Regions from separate parts of the Sus scrofa genome. Here all the other regions are linked to region 3. A link is a contact called in public HiChIP or PLAC-seq data. All regions are on one chromosome and are shown on one strand. Each heading gives the region's core, a stretch centred on a gene start, on an enhancer-like site or on the middle of the called end of the contact. The rest is flanking DNA. Distances are from core to core; before and after follow the strand shown. Region 1 holds the start of LOC110255979. Region 2 has its middle 320 kb from the start of KCNJ2. Region 3 has its middle 130 kb from the start of MAP2K6.

Evidence for each region. HiChIP or PLAC-seq counts read pairs in DNA pulled down with a chosen protein or histone mark.
Region 1: an H3K27ac HiChIP or PLAC-seq map of alveolar macrophages shows a contact between it and region 3. The contact joins the promoter of LOC110255979 here to the enhancer-like site in region 3. A contact is called at or near these places in 2 of 5 promoter capture datasets (fetal liver and liver), 6 of 47 Hi-C or Micro-C datasets (embryonic fibroblasts, fibroblasts, mesenteric adipose tissue and 2 more) and 2 of 2 datasets of contacts at active chromatin or transcription factors (alveolar macrophages and skeletal muscle).
Region 2: an H3K27ac HiChIP or PLAC-seq map of alveolar macrophages shows a contact between it and region 3. The contact joins two enhancer-like sites. A contact is called at or near these places in 8 of 47 Hi-C or Micro-C datasets (embryonic fibroblasts, fetal liver, heart right ventricle and 5 more) and 2 of 2 datasets of contacts at active chromatin or transcription factors (alveolar macrophages and skeletal muscle).

The regions. Positions count from the first base shown.
Region 1 is chr12:10,361,076-10,363,775 of Sscrofa11.1, forward strand. It overlaps LOC110255979, which reads left to right and starts at 1,279. Exons shown (of 1, transcript XM_021066710.1): 1 at 1,279-2,700. The coding sequence starts at 1,303. The coding sequence ends at 1,785. It also overlaps a transcript of KCNJ2 not described here.
Region 2 is chr12:10,034,378-10,037,113 of Sscrofa11.1, forward strand. No RefSeq gene overlaps it. Among named protein-coding and RNA genes, the nearest start is that of KCNJ2, 320 kb to the right of the region's middle. Within about 2 kb of position 1,259, at least 10 of the 83 cell types and tissues checked have an H3K27ac peak or open chromatin away from gene starts, as enhancers often do. A contact at or near this core is called in alveolar macrophages, where this site is marked.
Region 3 is chr12:10,887,195-10,889,894 of Sscrofa11.1, forward strand. No RefSeq gene overlaps it. Among named protein-coding and RNA genes, the nearest start is that of MAP2K6, 130 kb to the right of the region's middle. Within about 2 kb of position 1,392, at least 1 of the 83 cell types and tissues checked has an H3K27ac peak or open chromatin away from gene starts, as enhancers often do. A contact at or near this core is called in alveolar macrophages, where this site is marked.

The DNA.
Region 1 (2,700 bases), core at 29-2,528, 530 kb before region 3:
TAGCCAGAAGAAGTCTGGCAGCCTACCGAGTATGAATATGGAAAGAAAAGAAGTGGTACAAAGCAATATTCATTTTTTTTGCATAGCCAAAACACGTTTACAATAATGCCTTATTTCTTAATAGGTAAATTCAGAGTTTATGAAAATCCCCAGGATTCACAGCCTTATCCTAGTTATGATCCTACTGATAGGATTACCCAGACGCAGGCAATAAACTGCCCATTTCCTATCTCGGTTTTTTTTTTCAATTGTCATGATGAGTCTATGTTTTATGATGCAATCTTTTGCAGAATCAGGTCGTTTTGACCACTGTGCTTCCCTGAAACCACACTGCCTTTAATTTCGGTATTAACACTATTATTACTAAGAAAAACAAGTTGCTTAGGGGAGAGTGACAGATGATGTAAAAGTTTTGCGGTCTTCAGGCTCAAAGCCAACCCGAGCTCCCGCTCTCTTCCCCAGGAAAGCAACTCTGAGACGCTCGCTCGGTTTGGAACTGGAAGCTACACTTGAAGCAATGACAAAGGGGGGGGGGGGAGGAGAGACGCCAAGGATCAGGACTAGTACCGAGTGCCAAGATTTGCCAAGATTTGAGACCAGTACTCCAGACGCACCCCCCATCCCGCCCCCGCCCCTTTTTTTCCCTTAGAGTGAGAATCGAACACAGGCTCCCTCGCCCTTGTCTCCAAACGCTGTATCTTGCTACAGCTGGTGCACTGGAAGTTATGAGCACAAACAGATGCTGCAGAGAAATCTGTTTCTATTGCTCAACTGTTCCAAGCATGTCTCAGTATTTTTAGCTCTGGGGATGTTCTGGTGCGCACACAAACTCTATAGGCATGATCTGGGACTCCGGAGCGTGGGTGAGCGCTACAACAGCGTGACAGCTGGGCACCTCTGGAGCAGCCGGGCAGGGTAGGGTCGGGGACGGCAGCCCGAGTCCACTCCCCAGGATACACAGGCAACAAGAGAAAAGGAGGGAAGAAAATACACAGCAGCCCTTACCTGTTGCTGGCGCAGGAGCATGGGGACATGGAGTGGAAGTGGGGGGTTACAGAGGCATGTAAGATCCAGTAGTTTGTGAAAGCGAGTGAGCCAAAGCAAACCAGAATTCCCAAGACCCAGCTTGCCGGCGCCGGGGAAGGCTGCGCGCTGGCTAGGGCTCCAGTGCGCTCTGCAATATCCTGGGCTCTTTTGAGGCCGTCCGGGAGATACCGCCTGGCCCCGCCCCGGCCGCTGCCGACCAATCGCAGCGCGCCTGACCGCGCGGCCGGCCCCGGGAACCTCGGCGGGGAGGGGAGGATGCTACACCCCGGCCTGCGGCGCAGCCAGCGAGGAGAACCTGCCGCCGCTTCCTTCCCCTCCGCCCTCCGAGCCCGGTCTGGGAGTCCGGCGGGGCCGGGGAGGAGGAAGTTGCGCCCCAGCTGGGACAGCAGCAGGTGGGAAGCTCCGCGGCCGGGCTTTTGCGGCTGCCTAATTGCAGCCTGGCCTTTGGGCAAAGCTTCCTACCCCTTTCCGAGCCCCACACTTCCCTTTTTCTGTCCTCCGTGGCGGCTGTGCCATGCGTGTATCCCAAGGGGCTTGCGGGGTGCCTGTGTCCGGGCGAAACGCTGGCAGCGGTGGAGGCTTCCACCTCAGCCGGGGCGCCTCTTCCTCTCCCCTTCCCTCCCACCCAAGAGCCCCCACGTCCCTCACAACCCCCGCGGAACCAGCGGTGCGCGGAGGAGCCGCGAATTCAGTGGGGAAAGGGACCGCGACCGGCGCGCAGAACCCAGCTGGATTTAGACGCGCGCAAGTGTTGCAACTGCCTAACCGCTTGGCTCTTCCTTCTCCCGACTGCTGGTGAATTACTTACAAGCGCCTAGACTGCTCTGGAGGGTGAACGACTCGTTCCCTCTCGCAGTGTCCGCCCTCAGTTTCTTTTTCCACCAGCGCCCGGCACGCTCTGCTGATCTAAAATCAGAGCAATTAAAGAGTAATGAATTCTCTGGAACGGCAACTCCTACAGGCACTCAGCTCTGCCCTCGCACCAGCGCCTCCCAGCCCTCATTCCCAGCAACCAGGCAAGAGCATGTAGACCCTTTCAAAAGCTATGTCAACGTCAGTGTTAACCGGTCCGGATCCTCGAACTTTACAGATTAAACCGCGCGCGCGCGTGTGTGTGTATGCGTGTGTAAATTGGGGTGGTGCATAAATCTGAGTACTTTGGTGTCATAGTGAAGCTTTGCTCTCAAAGGACACAGTATATTTAGGTGTCTCTTCCTTAACACTCAGTTTGAAATCCCTGTGTGTGTTGCATGTTTATTACTTCAAGCGATCGAACGTGTCTTCCGTGCAGTTTATTTAAGCCTCTAAAAGGCCTCCTAGAGACGCCAAACTCCTTCAACAAACTCGCTGGCGTTCTGAGCGGCAGAGCCCGGGGGATTGCTGTGTATGGGCGAGGTGAAACTGAACAAGGAAAGGGTCTGCACCGGTACCCACCTCCTAGCCTCATACCCGCACATGGCCCCTAGGAGGTGCTGGTGAAATGCGCTACGGTTTTGCAGATGGCTCTTAATCCTGCGTTATGCCGCTTGCCCCAGCACAGAGCAAAGATACTGAAATTAAAAGGGTAAGGAACAGGCTGTGCACGCGGCGTGACTCTGATAGCCAAATACTTGCTTGATACAGTGTGCAAGCCCTGTTACCCACCATCTTGCC
Region 2 (2,736 bases), core at 9-2,508, 850 kb before region 3:
AATTCATTTAAAGTACATCACGTATTTAGCACTGTTCCTGGAAATTAGAAAGTGCTCAACCAACATGAAGGTGGTAGCTGTGGTTATTACTCTAATATTTGCCTTAAAAACAGAGCAGACTTTTTGCTTGTGTTTCTTCTGGGTTTCAGCCTTGTTTGGGGAAAAGAAATTGGGTGACTTTTGGGGTAAGCAAAGAGTCATCATTTCTCGTGGGAAATGAATGTATTTGTCATTTTCACCATCTCTCTCCACTAACTCTGTGGAACCTATTGTTCTGATCAGTCTGCCTTGCACCACCAGCATTTGGGATTTGACTGTGCATTTGCACGTGTAGATTTGGTGATGTATGTTTTGTGTTTGCATGTGTTTTTCCACGAGCGACTTCTGGAGAACAAGAAAACATTTTCAGCTCTATATAACTTCAGTCCCATCCCTTACATAAACTAAAACATAAAAACTTTTTTTTTTTTTCCTAATTTTTATTTCTACAGCCACACCTGCAGCATATGGAAATTCCTGGGCTAGTGGTCGAATTGGAGCTGCAGCTGAGGCCTACGCCACAGCCACGGCAAAGCCAGATCTGCCCCAGCTTGTGGCAATGCAAGATCCTTAACCCACTGAGCAAAGCCAGGAATGGAACTCACATCCTCACGGAGACTATATTGGGTTCTCAACCCACGGAGCCACAACGAGAACACCCATAAAAGCTTTCTTAACCAAAGTCTGTATTAGAGAAAGCATTTCCTAAGACGATAGGATACTGTCTGTTCAGGTAGAGGCATAGCTTCTCACTCATGAAAAACAAAGTTTCATGTTTTAAGGCATTCTCTGTTTTCTTCTCCATCTCTCACATCTTCTAGGTTCTTCTCACCAAGCATAATCAACACACCTTGCATTTATTTATAAATATTATATTCCCTTATTTTCACTGAACTCACCCTCTAATAATAGTATGCAATTAGTGAAGTGCTCTTCCATTTGTTAAAAGGCATTGCGTAAGTCCACTTAGTAGCAGCCTGAGAATTTCGTGAGAAGAGTCTAAGCAATGTGAGTCTAAGCAATTTGTATTCCTTTGTATTGTGCAACTACCACTTGGTCCTTTCACTTCCCACCCCTCCTACACACACACCCACTCAGGGCAGTCAGGTGTAAAATTAGAAAGGAAAAAAAATAATACAAGCACGGAAGATATGAGATAACGTTTCTAAAAATAATTCTCGTAAGAAAAGCAGTCCACTCTGAAACCAACAAGAGGGTGTGAAGTCCTCTCCAGGCTGAATTTCTCAATTATTCTTCAGTGGTGCTGCCCACAGTAGCCTACTAGGACCTCACATTTCCCAATAACTTCCCCGTGTCACTTACGGTTTTATAAGATTGCCTAATAGGAGATGCGAGTTTCTTTTTATATTCCAGAGAAGTACGTGTTCCCACTACCCTTCCTTCATTGTGTATTTCTTCCTCTTACGTCTCTGTTGAGCCCTGTCCACCAACGCAGGACCAGCCTCCAGGAAAGTGAAATTTACAAAATGTTCTTAGGCGTCTCCGAGCCCAGGTACCTTTCCACGGCAAGCAGATGTAAAAGCATAATTAAGCCCATTTTCCGTGTCTGCTAAATAATTAAAACGAGGATAGGTTGGCGAGAAGTTACAAGGAAAGAGAATTGAGATCCCAGTGGGGGAAACGTGTTCCACAATAAAAGCTGCCCCAGAATAAGAAGACTGACTTGGGGGAGGACCAAAAACAGTTCCTGGGGGATGACTTTTAAGGACCACTGGAGATGGATTGTACAGAATATGGAAGCTGGAACACAGGAAGTTAACACATCTCTCTATCAGCTGTCTATCTACGATTATACTTACTTAAAAAGTAATGCTTTCCATTGTAATAGGTAAATCAGAGGCGTGGAAAGAAGAAAACCCACACACAAATTTCCCTTTTCCTGTCCCCTGAATCCCAGGATAAATACTTTTTTTGGGGGGGGGAATGTTTCATCGTATACTTTTACTTTTTTTTTTTTTCCTTTTCTTTTGAGGGCTGCACCTGTGGCATATGGAGATTCCTGGGCTAGGGGTCCAATCGGAGCTGCAGCTGCCAGCCTACACAACAGCCACAGCAATGCCAGATCTGAGCCGCATCTGCGACCTCAGCTTTCTGCAGCGCTGGATTCTTCACCCACTGAGCAAGGCCAGGGAACGAACCCGCATTCTCATGGATACTAGTCAGGCTCTTAACCTGCTGAGTCGCACTGGGAACGCTGATCCTATGGTTTTAACATATCTTTTTCCTTCGCTCTCTGGGAGTAGTTCACCTAATTACATCTTACGATGGCAGTTAGAGGGATCACGCTGAGCACAGGGCACCACTCCAGTGCCTAGAACCTTCTAAGCAGTGTCCAGTTTCTCCCCCTCACATGGCATTGAAAGCAAAGCCCAGGGATGGGCTGGCCTCCTCCCTACCACCCTGAGTGCCTCTCTGCCTCTCTGCCTCACCTCCTCAATTTCTCCTCCGCTGTCCCCCGCTATCTCCCTCAAACACACCAGGCGCCTTCCAGACCCGAGTTCCTGGAAGTGTCTGTTCTCCCTGTTTGGGTCACTGCTTTCTCTGGCATCCATGCGACTTATGGCTCCGTGTCTTTATGTCTTTACACAGATATATTTTCTCAACAACTCCTTGGTTTTCCCACCTTGTTGTTCTGCCTACTTAACATATAGGGATGCAGGGAGATCCCAAACCTGC
Region 3 (2,700 bases), core at 142-2,641:
CGATTCACATTCACGCCCTGCTCTGCATTGTCAGCAAGCTCCTGGGAGATGGCACTGATGCTATGGCATTGAAGGGCAAGGCCACAGAAGGCAAATTCTAGGATAGTGCAGAGCTTCTCAAAACCAGCATGGCTATATCACATCTGATAAGGGATTCCAGAGCTAATGCCCACTGGATGCACAATGATTCATTTTGTTTATAAAATTCTAGTTCTAGCTTCGTTGAGACTTAATGTGGTCTCCTTAAAAGGTTGGGTACCCACCAGACCAACTGGAAATTCTGCCCTTGTCTGTTCTGCATAATACCATAACTGCAAAAAAAAAAAAATTTAATGTAGTCTTGCTTCTTATTCTTGATCCCTGTTCCTACGATTTGTACTTTTTCTTTAAACAGTTTGTGCACATATCTTCCTTTGTGGATATTGGTGAAACACGTATCTTATACTCCAACCCATTCAAGAAATATACCTTCAGGATCTTTAGGACACCATTGTATGGGCAGGCCCTGGCACCACCAATTTCACAATAATGGAAGGAGAGAACTGTGTTGAAACAAATGAAATCTTTGTTGACATTTAGCACGGAGAAAGATTTTTGAGGTCCTTCAGCTCTTTAAAGCTTTTCTGGGAGCTCCCATTGTGACTAAGTGGGTTAAGAATTCAACTAGTATCCATGAGGATGTGAGTTCGATCCCTGGCCTCACTTGGTGGGCTAAAGGATCTGGCATTGCTATGAGCTGAGGTGTAGGTCACAGACGCAGCTTGGATCTGACGTTGCTGTGGCTGTGGTGGAGGCCAGCTACAGCTCCAATTTGACCCCTAGCCTGGTAACTTCCATATGCCAAGGGTGAGGCCCTAAAAAGACAAAAAAAAAAAAAATTCTAAGACAATCAGCTTCATGCATAAATATGTAGGAATAGGGGGGTTTAACAATCAAAAGCAAATAATCAAAAATTCTACTAACAGAAGAATTTACATGTACATATGTACATGTAAATATACATGTACATATGTATTGGAATATTATGCAGCCATTAAAAATGATGCTGCCATCTATATTAATTGACATAAGATGCCCATGTTATAATTTGGAACACAAGGCAGATAACAATCCCATTAAGGTTTTCTGAGTGTGAATTTGCATGTGTGTAAAATAGTGTAGATCACTATACTTTAAAGAACACATGAACAATTAATTCAGAATTGTGGATGTTGGTTTCCTTGCATGTAATTCTCTAAATTTTCTCATAATGTATTATTTTTAAAATAAGAAGCAAGGCTATTTCCATTTGAGCGGAAAACACCTACTCAGCAAGTATTTATGAACCCTGACCATCTGGGGTGGTGGGGAAATACTGACCGGAGTTTCGTGAGTCATTAGTATCAATGGTTACTTCCCTCTTGTGTCATTTTAATTCTAACTATGACTTAGGATTTTTCAGGCAGAGATGGCTAACTCACTCTGTAGGATAATATCATTTTGACCAAAGTGCTTTCCTTGGCAAAATTGTGGATGATAAGTAAAAGGAAATAATTTCATCATTAACTTTAGTACATTTTGTCTACCGCCTTTTGCCCCCCCCCACCCCCCTTTTAGAAAAGAAGGAATAGGGAGTGCCCATTGTAATTCAGCTATTATCCGTGAGGACTTGGGTTTGATCCTGAACCTGCTCAGTGGGTTAAGGATCTGGTGTTGCTATGAGCTGCAGTGTAGGTCGCAGACACAGCTCAGATCTGGCATTGCTGTGGCTGTGGCATAGGCTGGCAGCTGTAGCTCTGTTTCATTCCTCTCCTAGCCTGAGAACTTCCCTAGGCTGCAGGTGCGGCCCTGAGAAAGAAAAAGAAAGAAAAGATGGAATAAGATCCAAATATAAAATACATTCCCATGGTATTGGACAGACCAAGTATGAAAGTTTTGAAAGATGCCTCTGCCGTGAAACACCATGAAATATGTCCCAGTGTTCACAGTGGAAATTACACAACGTAATTTCCTCGAAGTTTCTACCTCGACCTTTTGAATCACTAATTCTGGGGCATTCCAACCACCATGGAAGAATTCTGAATTCTCTAAGACGGCCAGGCTCTGAGGAACCCAAGCCAGTCACACAGAGAGGCCACCGCAGGACTGGGAGAAAGTCGTAAACTGTTGTTTTAAGCTATTGAGTGTTGCGGTTTGCTATGGTACAGAAGATGAGCAACACACCACAAAACAAGTACAAAACCCTTTTGCTCTCAACCCAGTTGCCTTTCTCCATTTTCCACTTGAACTCAGTTTCCTACAAAATGTTGAGTAAACAGGGAGTCTTCTGGACGGTGTGCCAAGAAAGAAGGCATTATACCCATCAGAAGAAACATCTTAAATATCTGATGATATTTTAGCATATGAAAATAAAGAATGGCAATAGGTTCCTGTGGGAAATAAGGAATGGCTATGGAGAAGTGGGTAAAAGAAGATTCATATTCCATGCCTGAGAATCTTGAGCTTGTTCGTGCCTTCCACCTCCGCAAACCTCCACTCCTAATAAGAACGTAACATTGCTAATAGCAAGGAAGGCCTATCGCCTAAGACAGATGAAGGACTGCAGCAATCTGAATACAGTCCCGGGGGAGAAGGACTTCACAATCCGTACGACAGAGCCTGTTCTCATTGGAAAATCATCTGAATGATGGATGCAGAAGTAAGGTGCGCCCTCTGTTTCGT